Regions from separate parts of the Hordeum vulgare genome. Here region 1 is linked to region 2. The links are chromatin contacts, called in public Hi-C maps. All regions are on one chromosome and are shown on one strand. Each heading gives the region's core, a stretch centred on a gene start, on an enhancer-like site or on the middle of the called end of the contact. The rest is flanking DNA. Distances are from core to core; before and after follow the strand shown. Region 1 holds the start of LOC123412098 (beta-1,2-xylosyltransferease XAX1-like). Region 2 holds the start of LOC123407719 (protein MICRORCHIDIA 6-like).

Evidence for each region. Hi-C and Micro-C count contacts between places; a contact is called where the count stands out from the background.
Region 1: a Hi-C map of seedling shows a contact between it and region 2, with 2.3 times the contacts expected there. The contact joins the promoter of LOC123412098 here to the promoter of LOC123407719 in region 2. A contact is called at or near these places in 2 of 6 Hi-C or Micro-C datasets (leaf and seedling).

What each region holds. Positions count from the first base shown.
Region 1 is chr7H:158,140,951-158,147,067 of MorexV3_pseudomolecules_assembly, forward strand. It overlaps LOC123412098 (beta-1,2-xylosyltransferease XAX1-like), which reads left to right and starts at 2,454. Exons shown (of 3, transcript XM_045105046.1): 1 at 2,454-3,019; 2 at 3,137-3,373; 3 at 3,580-4,899. The coding sequence starts at 2,824. The coding sequence ends at 4,784.
Region 2 is chr7H:157,376,988-157,383,570 of MorexV3_pseudomolecules_assembly, forward strand. It overlaps LOC123407719 (protein MICRORCHIDIA 6-like), which reads right to left and starts at 5,180. Exons shown (of 20, transcript XM_045100914.1): 1 at 4,927-5,180; 2 at 2,516-4,018; 3 at 1,552-1,626; 4 at 1,401-1,435; 5 at 1,215-1,293; 6 at 1,030-1,119; 7 at 880-955. The coding sequence starts at 4,010.

The sequences.
Region 1 (6,117 bases), core at 1,204-3,703, 760 kb after region 2:
GTACTTGCTCTTATATCATCATTCATCTTACCACATCAAACAGATGACAACAACAGATTTTTTGTTTTGTTTTTCTAAACTTAAAATTGTTTTATCTTTTAAATAAAAAATCTGATTAAACATCCATTTTCATCCCTAAATTGGCCTTGACGAGATCTTCAAACTAGATCACATATTGATATATTTCAACGACTATTTTTGCGGCCAAATTTCACCATGATGTTTACACTGTAAGTGTCATAGAGTTTACGCGAACCAATCTGTGGTTGAATGGTTAGAGGGATAGTGGTATTCTCAGTCCATCAGGGTTCAAGTCCTGGTGCTCGCATTATTTTTGAATTTATTTTAGAACTTTGTAAATCTCAAAATGATATGCCGGCTCAGTCTCTCTCGGAGATGCTCATAAGGGTATGGTTTTCATGTGTGCGCTCATATGGCTGAGTGTATGCGCGTATATATGAGCGATTGCGTGTGTAGTGTGTTCAAAAAAGTTGTCATAGAGTTTACATTAAAATTGTCATGATATGTTTCATCTATTTTTTTTCTAGATATAAAGTTGTTGTTGTTTTTTCAACTGCTTTTTGTTGCAAAATTTATTAATTGACCATGACTATTTTTTAGTAATTAACCACGGCAAATAATTCATGAATCATGGCGATGTTTAGTAATTCATCATGACAAATTTAGTTTATAGATCATGAGAAATTTAGTTTATGGATCATGCCAATTTTAGTATTTTGGACCATGACAATCCTAATTTTTTTATGAAGGAAACCATTTTTTGTATGAACCTTAGCAAATTTTAGTGCATGTATCATCATAAATTTAAGTAATTCATCATGTCAATTTTAGTTTATGGTTCATGACAAACTTGAGTCATTAACCATGCATTTTAAAGTAATTAATGATGGGTTTCTTTTTAATTACATGTCAAAATTATTTCATGAATCATGACAAATTTTTGTAATTCAGTGTGACAAGTTTAGTTTTTTAATTCTCCATTTTATAGCATGTCAAATACTTTAAACATAGAAAAAATTAGCTGAAGCATATCATGGCAACCATACTGTAAACACCAGGCAATTTATATGCAATACACATGACAATTGTTAACCCAACAAAAAGTCAACGAAACATATTGATATGAGACCTAGTTTCAAATATTTCGTAGCTACGGATTTAATGTTAAAAATGGATTTTCAATTAGATTTTTCTTTGGTGAGGTACAACTTTTTAAAAATAAAAAATCCGAAAGATTTAAGTTGACATCATCAGTTCCGTCATTTATGCATGCATGCGATGATGTGGTGCAATATGTGATCATTGGGCGTGTAATTGGATGTTGCTCCCAATGCACGTATGGTGGTTATCGATGTCCTAAAAATAATGTTCAAGTTAAAAAGTACTTACACGTAAAGAAAATTGAAATGTTTTTTCCTGATGATTTCAATATTTCATTATTAGACCGCTGAAAAAAAACTTACTAAACACACATGATTAACTGCATTAGTTATTGATTGCATGGCTAGTTAATTGTATGAATGGCCTAGCTTTCAAATTGATTTCAATATGAATCTTTTTCTATTTAAACAAACCTAATTAACTGCACGCATGGTTAATTATATACTTTTGAATTCTAAATTAATTTGATGCTTGATATTTAATTATTATTTTTATTAATGACTGTAATGGTCAAATCAAAGGATGCATCGACTCCCTCTTAATAGTAAACATTTGCCCAGAAGACTTCTAATCTCGCGAATAAATTATGTAAAGTCTAAGGGAGTCCGACTGGTCCATTCGGCCCATCGTTAGTCGGACCACACCTCTCCACAACTCACGTCTCTCAATTCGTCCGGCATTAGTCGAGACGCAGTGTTGTGTTCAGTTAGGGCAAACTCTTCTACTCAGTAGTTTTTGTTTGGTTGTTGGTGGCTGTATTTGCACATGCCCAGCTGCTGAGTTCGCGTTACGTTTATTGTCGCAGCGAGCGATAGTGTTTTTGTACTTACAATTTTGCATTCCATAAAGTTATGGTATGCGTAGGCGTACTTTCATAAGAAGAAGAAAAAAAGTATGGCAGATGTCGTCGGACACGCCCGAACATGTTGAGAGACATTTGAGGGTGTTGGTTTCGCAGATAACGTGAGAGATGCCGTAAACACTGCCTATCCGACGGAATCCACGCCTTCCCTCCCACGAGCGACCAAGCGTCCCTGTGCAACGGGGGAGTATGGAATGGAAGCAATCAACCAATGGAGAATGGATGGATACCTTCCCACGTCCAACGGACTGGTTCCACGATTCCACAAGTCCCTGTCCCGGCCGAACCACCATTCATCATCAAGGAAAAAAATAATGAAACCAGAACATGACAACTCAATAATCAAGAACGCCCCCCTGCTGCCCACGACGGGATTAGGTGCCAAGTCCAAATTATTCTTCACACAACTTGCGGACGAGTCAAAGCAAGGAATCGGTGAGGAAGCAAGCAAGCCGCCTCCCCCGCCGCGCCAAACTAGTCTAGTAGTAGTAACCCCAACGAACAAAACGAATTATGCCACTGCTTGCAGGAAGAGTCGGTCCAATCATCCGCTACATGTTACCATCACCCCGGCCCGTATGCAGCGCTGCCGATCCAATAGGCTTTTTTAGAAGCGAAAAGAAAGTCGCGGTTCGGTGGCGATCGATCGGCCGGCCGATATATCGGGGGGCGCCTGGCCTCGTGGTGTGATTGTTTTGTTTCTTCTCTTGCGCTGTCCGGCCGGGGGAATCGGTCGTGGGTCGTGGCCGTGTCTTGTGTCTGGGGGTGGGTGATCTTCCATGGCGTCCACGGCGTACGCGCGCGGGTCAAAGCCGCCGGCCGGCCCCGGCGAGCGGAGGCAGCCGCGGCTGGCCAAGGAGCTGAGCAGGATCGAGCCTAAGAAGCTCGGGATTGGGCTCGTCGCCGGCTGCTGCCTCGCCCTCCTCACCTACATCTCCTTCGCCCGCCTCTTCGCCATCTACTCCCCGGTCTTCGGTGAGCGCCTCCGATCCACTTCTTCATCTTCGCGCAAGAATCGTTTCTTAGTAGATGTTTGTTTGGGTTTCCAAGCTTGCTGATTGATTTGAAAACAAAAAATTGTCGCTGCTGCAGAGAGCACGTCCATGGTGATGAAGAACGCCCCGCCCGCGTCCACGGCGGTGCCCAGCACGGAGCAGGCCGTGCCGGTGCAGAAGAAGGTCGAAGTCGAGGAGCAGAAAGATCTGGGTGGAGGCGACGCGGAGCCGAAGGAGCCCGGCTTTCCACAAGAAACAAAGATCGATGAAAAGGCGGAGACCCCAGCGGAGACAGAAAGCACCGAAAAAGAGGAGACCGCGGTAACCAAACCAGGTGAGTTCTTTTCCATTTCTTTCCCTGTCTCTACCTGAATCCGGCTGGGATCTTAAATCAAATGGAAACAGAGATCTTGCCTTTAATAGATGATGATTCCCCAAAGAGCTTAGCTTTAATCCCCTCGATACAGTACTAATCTAGTTCATTTACGAATAGTACTTGGTATACTTTTAGTCTGAACTTATGATCCGTATTTTGGTCAGACGGTGGCGATAAAACAGAAGAGGCCAAGGCCAAGATGACCTGCGACGAGAACGCCGTCGACGAGGGCTTCCCCTACGCGCGCCCGTCCGTCTGCGAGCTCACGGGCGACGTCCGGGTCAGCCCAAAGGAGAAGACCATGTTCTTCATCAACCCGGCCGGCGCCGGCCCGTTCGACGACAACGGGGAGAAGAAGATCCGGCCGTACGCCCGCAAGGACACCTTCCTGCTCCCGGGCGTCGTGGAGGTCACCATCAAGTCCGTGGCGTCGCCGGTCTCGGCGCCCGCGTGCGCCCGGCGCCACGACGTCCCCGCGGTGGTCTTCTCCACGGCCGGCTACACCGACAACTTCTTCCACGACAACACGGACGTGATGATCCCGCTCTTCCTCTCCACGGCGCACTTCGCCGGCGAGGTGCAGCTCCTCATCACCAACTTCAAGCCGTGGTGGGTCAAGAAATTCGCGCCGCTGCTCAAGAAGCTGTCCAACTATGAGGTGATCAACTTCGACAAGGAGGAGGAGGTGCACTGCTTCCCCGGCGGGCAGCTCGGGCTATACCGCGACCGCGACCTCATCATCGCCCCGCACGCGACCCGCAACCCGCACAACTACACCATGGTGGACTACAACCGGTTCCTCCGCCGCGCGTTCGGCCTGCCGCGGGACGTCCCCGCGGTGCTCGGCGAGAAGACGACCGTCAGGCCCAAGATGCTCATGATCGAGCGCAAGGGCACGCGCAAGCTGCTCAACCTGCCCGCCGTCCGTGCCCTCTGCGAGCAGCTCGGCTTCGAGGTGACCGTGGCGGAGGCCGGCGCGGACGTGCGTGCGTTCGCCGAGACCGTCAACGCCGCCGACGTGCTCCTGGCCGTGCACGGCGCCGGGCTGACCAACCAGATCTTCCTGCCCACGGGCGCCGTGCTGGTGCAGATCGTGCCGTGGGGCAAGATGGACTGGATGGCCACCAACTTCTACGGGCAGCCGGCGCGCGACATGCAGCTCCGGTACGTCGAGTACTACGTGTCCGAGGAGGAGACGACTCTCAAGGACAAGTACTCCCGAGACCACTACGTGTTCAAGAACCCCATGCAGATCCACGCGCAGGGATGGCCGGCGCTCGCAGAGATCGTCATGAAGCAGGATGTCATGGTCAATGTCACCAGATTCAAGCCGTTTCTCCTCAAGGCGCTGGACCAGCTGCAGGATTGATTAGAGCGTTTGTCTTGGGTTATTTGGTTACTTGGTTTGTTGGGGTATAGCTGATGAGTTCTCATTTTGTAAGTTCAAATCAAAGTTACTTAATTGATTTCATTTCTGGTGTATACATACTACAGACGAGTTACTAGTAGTACATTGCTGACCAGAGCACTGAAGATATACTACCTGTACTGAACTGGGAACAGCATATACATACTGATGAAGTGATGAAACTGTCGCTTGTCTCTGAATGAGTAAACTAACTGTCGCTTGTCTCTGAATGAGTAAACTAATTGAGTGCTTTTTTATTTTAAAAGTGAGCTGTCCACTCATATGCTTCGGACCAAGCACGTTTTGCTCCAAACGGGGTGCCACAATCTCGAGGGACGGCACATAGCCCAAGTACTCTTGCAATATTTTACCAACAAAGACGACTGGATACCCGTCCAATAAAAAGCAGCTGGATAATAGTATCAACTTGTGCAACTAATAATGCATCAATCAATGGATATTGCACATCGTTGATACAGTCAGGGAATGGTGACACGCTGCCTAGAAACATTATTGATGCCCCTCGCAAAAAAAAAGTATTATTGATGCGTCCCGTGCAGATTCTCGTGACGGCAAAGGCTTGAAGATCACGGCTTCTTTCTTCGGGATGCACATCAACAAAGAGGATTAACAGGGTCTCACGAAAGGGTGCGACAGGGGGAACACATATCCATTGATTATTTGAAATTTGGTATATGTCCTGGACGGGTCTACTCTAACCACATATATGACCTCCGCATACCCATTACAAATACATGTCATTTAACATACAAGCATGGTTTTTAGATTTTTATTTGACCGCTAACTTTTGCTACATTATATACCAAACGAATTAAACTGTGAACATACTTTGAAAAACGCTTGGCTTCCACGAGCGGATCTCTCGTGCGAGCATCCACCGGTTAGTCCATGTGACGCGTCGAACGTCATTTTGCTTTCTTTCGTTTAACGTGGCCGCTACTCACTGTCTGTTACGATGAGTTTCTGTTGTAAGGTCTTTGTTGGAAAAAAAATGTAACAAGACTTTTGTTATAGAAAAAAAATTACAACGAGACCTCCGTTGCAAATAAATAAATTCAAAAACTTCACCTATGTTGCAAGAATTTTTGTAACATGACCCGTGTTGCGGAAATTTCCTACAACACGTTCTATGTTGCAATGGTAAAACAAGACACTTGGTCGCTCAATCGGTCGGATCTAACGGCTCGCGAGGCGACGAATCTTTTCAAAAAATCCGTCGACGATCGCGTAGCGGCGTTCATATACTTTTCGAGACGGATCTCAACATATGATT
Region 2 (6,583 bases), core at 3,930-6,429:
AGCCTGGCACCTCCAAGACTTGCCAATTTTGGCAATTTTTAAGAGATTGGGGAAGTAAGTTGGTAGCTAGCCGATTGGCCGCCAATTTTTTGGCTGGGCAAGGTAGCTAACCAATTGGTAGCCAAAATGTTGGCCAGCCAATTTTTGCTAACCATCCAATCATGCTCCTCTATGTCTGTTATCTATACCATCTATATCTAATTATCTGTATATTTATATACCACCATACAGTGTACGGATAACTTTGAGTAACAACTGTTGGATGAAGCCGATCCGACAGTAGAGAGGTGGCAAAACCGAGTGTTGCTGACTGTTATATCTTCACTTTATTACACCAGATTCTGCCACATGTACTGTCTAGAAGATTGTATGGTTGGGTTAAGCCCTATATGGGCATTTTTCACAAAACTTAAAACACACTTCTACTTTGTTCTAGACTTTCTTTGTGTTCAAGACTCTGGATGTACCTTCATAAATCATATTTATCTTTGCAGATAGAGGAGTCGCTATTGTTGTTCTTTTCTATGAAAAATTGCAATACGAGATTACCCAAAAAGACACCTAGACAATCAGCGCTCAATATATTTTACCCAAGTTTTGCATCTTATAATTTATGCATATGCCTAAAAAAATCATTTGCCCACTATAATGCATGCCGATCTTTGATTGTAATTTGATTATCTGAGCGCTCATGTGCCATGCATGTATAGCTTGCTAGTACATTCAGGATGGGAGGTTTAACAGGAAAAAAAGAGTATAATCAATTCGTTCCATATTGCATTTTATCATGATAATTTGGAGTGTCGAATCAAAGTTCCCATATTTGCTAATGCCAGAAAGTGAACAGGAAAGATGCTGCATTGCTTAAGTAGGACAAACCTATTAGCTTTGTTGCAGCTGAATATGATAGCATCTGCCCCAAGCCTCATTGTACTGGTTTTGAAGCCATTTCCATCTGAATGTAACCACCAGTCAGTGACTATTTTAGCAATGGACTAAGCAACACAGTGAGTTCACAAAAACCATTACATTGTCCAATTGATGAATTCGTGCATTTATTGGAGAATCCGAAGCTCAAACAATGTCGAATATACTCAGGACTCATACCGCCTCCATCATCTTGAAAATATGATTCAAGAAATAAGCTACAGAAAATACTATGAACATAATATTAGCCAGTGCAATTTGATAGTACATATCTATCTGTATGCTACCTTGTATCATTAACGAATACTCTCCAACAGGAGAATGTTTTATTTTATCTATTTTCACATAGGTTGCCCCGTTCTGCACCTGCTCCATGTTCCGATGCAAAACAGAAGAATCAAGAAACAAAACAAAGCATGAGAATCATAGACAATGGTGATACTATTTAGTGTTCATGTATTTGAAACAGAAACCTCATCAACAGCGTTGTCGAGCAGTTCTGCAATAGCTGTAGAAAAAGAATTAAGCATACATCAATATGGAGTCCAGATTTCCCTAGATAGGAGCATAGACATACAAAAGCAGAAGTGAAGTGCCAGTTTTACAGATATCACTACGACGTACCACCAAATACCCACTTGTGTGACGTAGCATTCGAGTGAAGAAACTTGGGATTGATCCTTAAGCAGTTCTGGCCACCTAATCAAATTGCAAAATTAAATAGTAAGATGTAAGAACAAACAGAAAATGGAGATAACGTGCATGCAGATGGGGCCATATTGAACCTGTCAGTGCATGATTTCCTCTATTTTTTTTACGTTAATACAATCAAGAAAGAGACTGCAGAAAACACTTTAAACATAAGACCCTTGATTCATTCATGCATGATAAATTCTTGACACAGCCTCCCAAATTTAGGGATGCCTCATCACCTTACGTAACAGACTATTTAAGGCCTTGTACAATGCAAGACGCTTAAAGGAGGTGCTTAGAGAAATAAACCAGTGTTTCTTTAAGCACCGGTGCTTATTTGTGGAGGGTAGACGCTTAATTAGGCGTCTTTCCTGTACAAATAGGCAATGGTACTTCAGAAAAAAACGGTTTATTTTTCTAAGCACCTAGCATTGTACAAGGCCTAATAGATGGAAACATCTCTCTATTTTGTGGAATATATCCAATGAAAATAAACCCAGCTATAACAATGAAATAAACCAATGATTGAAGTAAGCAACTTGGTAGCCAAGGTAAACCATGAAGGGTTCTCATTGGTGGCAGTGCAGGTTGGATGCAGCTCTGCCATATATGCAAAAGTACAGCAAAAAAATCTAACTAGTCAATACTCCGAGACATGTAATAGAGTAAGGATTAAAATTAAATGAACTTTTTAACTTAACATTAACACAATTCTCAGTTTCATGTAACAGGGAACAGCGTGTGAGCAAGTTTCAGTCCACCAATGGGGAGAGCGAGTGGACAAGCAGGGCAATCCACCCAACCTGCCAAGATGGACACTCTAAACGGGGCAGGCAATGTTTATTGGTGGGACTGTTAAATATAGTCCTGGGCTTGGAAGAGAATAAGAACATACTGTTGATGGAAGCTCGGGCAGCAACCTTGTACTCCCCAGCCTTCCAGAATTGCCGGGGAAAAGGCGCCGCAGTTGAGATGGGAGGGGAACCTAGCAATGCATCTCTCTTGTGACTCTGTTGCACTGTCCTTAGTGAGGATGTAGTAGCATCTTGTTCTGTCAGTGACAAGGACGATGCACCAGCTTGTCCGGTCATTGGCGAGCATTCAGCAGCTTTGTCTTCATGATTATACCGCATGGCCTCTTCAGCAAAATCACCTGCTGCTACACCATCTGTAAACGATGATGGGGCAGCTTCGACTGCATTTTCGGACTGCATAGCCTCTTCTGAGCAATCAACTGCTGCGATAAAATCCTGCTTTCCAGACTGCATAGCCTCTTCGCCGCAAACACCTGCCGCAAAACCCTGTCCAGTAAACGATAATGGGCCAGCCACAGCTGCATTCTCAGACTGCATGGCCTCTTCTGCGCAATCAACTGCTGCAACAAAATCCTGATTTCCATACTGCATAGCTTCTTCACTGCAATAGCCTGCCACAACACCTTGTTCTGTAAACGATGATGGGCCAGTTTTAGCTGCATTTTCAGACTGCATGGCCTCTTCTGCGCAATCAATTGCTGCAGCAAAATTCTGATTTCCAGGCTGCATAGCTTCTGCATTGCAATCGCCTGCCACAACACCTTGTTCTGTAAACGATGATGTGCCAGCTTCAGCTGCATTTTCAGACTGCATGGCCTCTTCTGCGCAATCAACTGCTGCAGCAAAATCCTGCTTTCCAGGCTGCATAGCCTCTTCACCGCAATCGCCTGCCACAACACCTTGTTCTGTAAACGATGATGGACCAGCTTCAGCTGCATTTTCATACTGCATGGTCTCTTCTGCGCAATCAACTGCTGCAGCAAAATCCTGTTTTCCAGGCTGCATAGCCTCTTCATCGCAATCGCCTGCCACAACACCTTGTTCTGTAAACGATGATGGGCCAGCTTCAGCTGCATTTTCAGAATGTGTGGCCTCTTCTGCGCAATCAACTGCTGCAGTAAAATCCTGATTTCCAGACTGCATAGTCTCTTGCGCAACATCACCTGTTACAAGAAACTCTTCCACACCTTTAGCAGCTGCAAGAAACTCTTGTCTTTGCACTACTGTCCAAGCTGCCTCACCTTGTCCATGAGGTGCAACAAACTGTTGGCTATGTGATGTTTTTGCCCACTGAGCAGCATCCCTTTTCCCATGAGCATTCCTATCCTCTTCAACATCATCTTCTTCTGTGGTTAAATCAACAGGTTCTACTTCCAACTGAGCTGCATGACAATGTACATGAGCACCCTGTTCTTCTTTGACTATTGTTGGAGGGAATTCTTCTTTGACTTTTGTTGGAGGGAATTCTTCTTTGACTTTTGTTGGAGGAAATTCGTCTTTGACATTTTGTGGAGGAAATTCTTCTTCGGCTGTCGCCTCCTCGTCAGACAACTCAATCCAGTCCAACAATGTCATTGCTTAACCTGAAACAACTAAACTGAGTGAGTAACAACCATGCCAACCAAAGGACAAACACACAATCCAGTTCATCAAACAATTAAATGTAATACATGGTCATGAAAACAAAGGGCACGCCACATTTCCAAAGGCAACTCTATTCTATTATCTTTGGTAGTACAGTAACAAAAACCATCGAGTTAGTGGTGATGGGGGTTACACCTTGCTGGATGTTATGTGGATCGATGCGTGAAATGAGAGTACATGTGAATCGGCTATGCAATTATCAATTTTCCACAGAATTTATAGATTTGAGGATAATCATGCCCGTGTGACAAGTAGGCCGTAGGCACTTATATTAAGTTGTGCATGATGGATTTCATATGGTCTTTTGGGGCTTTAATTTCTGAAGCTGCTGCGAGTACGTAGTTACGGAAATCCATCTGGCTAATCACAACGTGATCAGCGCGTAATAATGGGGACTGATCTGTACACGTGTCAGCTAATCAAGGCAAAGCTAGCTACTAAATGCGATCAGCGCGTAATAAACAACTGCGCTTGTGACGAATAAGAACAGAGAGAAAAATCCATTTCAACCCAAGGAACAGAGGAAATCAGCGAGAACAGAGCAGCAGAGCTCGGTCAAAAAAAAAAAAAGCAGCCCCACATCCACCAGCAAAAACAGAAGCGGAGCTCCATGAAACCCTCGAGTTTGGGGAAAAGCAGGAATCCGCGCCCCCGCTCGCCTAACGTTCCAGAAACGGAAAAAAAAAAGTGGAACAAATGCTCCGCCACACAACAGCAGCAACAACAATAACCCGAGAGAGAAGGGACAGGCCGGACGAGTTCCGATTTACCGTCAACCCCACAGGGAAAAGCGTGGGCCGATTGCGAAGAGGAAACAGCCGGGAAAAAAAAGGGTAGGGTTCCTCACCCCCTGAAACAAACCAATGCAGGTCCGGGTCGTCGTCCCCGGGCCGCCGAGGCGAGGGGATGGGGGCGGAGAGGAGGGAGAAGAGCAGCGGCGGGAGGAATTCGTCGGAGTTGGCTTGCCTGGGAAGCCGGAGGAGAGGGTTTTGTTGGGAGGGGTTAGCGGAGAAAACGTGCTGTGTGCCTCTGTGTGTGTGGGGTGGTGGGTGTGGACGGAGAGGAACGTTGATGAATGAATGATTGAAGGAAGCGGCACAGGAAACAAGACCAGACCGCACCTCCCACCAGGAGTGTATGTAGGAGTAAAAACGCGAGAACTTTCGTCGAAGCCGGCCGCCGGTCATAAAGAATTCAACCAACTTTCTCTGCATCCATCCCGATTTCTGGGATACCCACGTCTATGTATGCGTGCGTGCGTGCCTGGGTACGTGTGGATATCGACACAACCACACACATAGGGCGGCCAAAATCAGTGTTTTGATATATCGACACAACCACATACAGCGCGGCCGAAATCACTGTTTTGATATTATTTGTCAACTTAACCACGATCTAACCTGGTTAGTAAAACTTTTGAGACGTGGCTCTTTTTCTACCACCGAATCCGTTGACGATACTGTTTAACTATCTATTATCACAGTTTGTCGGTGAGATAGATGACACAAAGCAACTTCAACGGACCGATCCAAACGGACGGCGATTTTATCTTTTTTTGTCCGTTTGGGTCGGCCGCGTGTCCGCCGTCCGTCCTGTTTTAAATATGGGTCGGCAGTGCGTCCAACGTGCCGACCCATTTCATGTATGTAGTCAGCATTTAAGTAAAAGGGTCCGCGGCCGATTACGCCAACGGCCATGTCTCATGTCGGCACCATGCCAGCGCCGGCATACAATGCCAGCTTTAGAAAATATCACAGTTTTCATGCTGGCACACTCGCCAACCGGTCGGCACACAAAAAATGGGCGGGGCTCGAGTTCGACCACGCCATCGTGGACCCCGTGGTCATGCGAGCACACTTGCTGGCATAAAAAAAGGATGACGCTCGTCGTCATAGATCACTCCTCATCGAACTTGAGCATATCGGCCTGCATCTTCTCGAACCAAGGCCTCTTTCTTTGCGACACGGTGTTGAGATCCACCTTCATGATCTGCACCCCACTCTTCATGCTCGCGAGAGCCACTTCTTTGGCCTTGGTCTTGGCGTTGGCGGCCTCGATCTCTAGCATCTTGGCTTACTTCTTCGCCTCCATCTCAAGCATCCGTGCTTGCTTTTCCGCCTCCATGTCAAGCCTTCTCCTTTGGATCTCCAAGAAGGCGTTCATTTGCTCTTCTCTTTCTTGCCAGCATTTCTCCTTCCTTGAGTCCTTCTTGGTGATCATGCCCTCCACGGGTGCGATCAAGGCGATCGATGCCGCATCCCGCTTGTCCTTCTTCTTGGAGTTGGTCTTCCCTCGCGACCGAGCCTTCTCGCCGTCCCCAACCTCCTCCACGGCTTGCTTCCCACCACGCGACTTGAGGGCGGCATATTGCGCCTTGAACTTCTCCTCGGCTTTGATCACCCTAAAGCAATGGGAGAGGTTGAAGCACTTGCCATTGTGTTGGAACTTGAATGCCTCCAAAGCTTGAAATGCCTACAAATGTATTTCAATGCAAGAATGTTGGC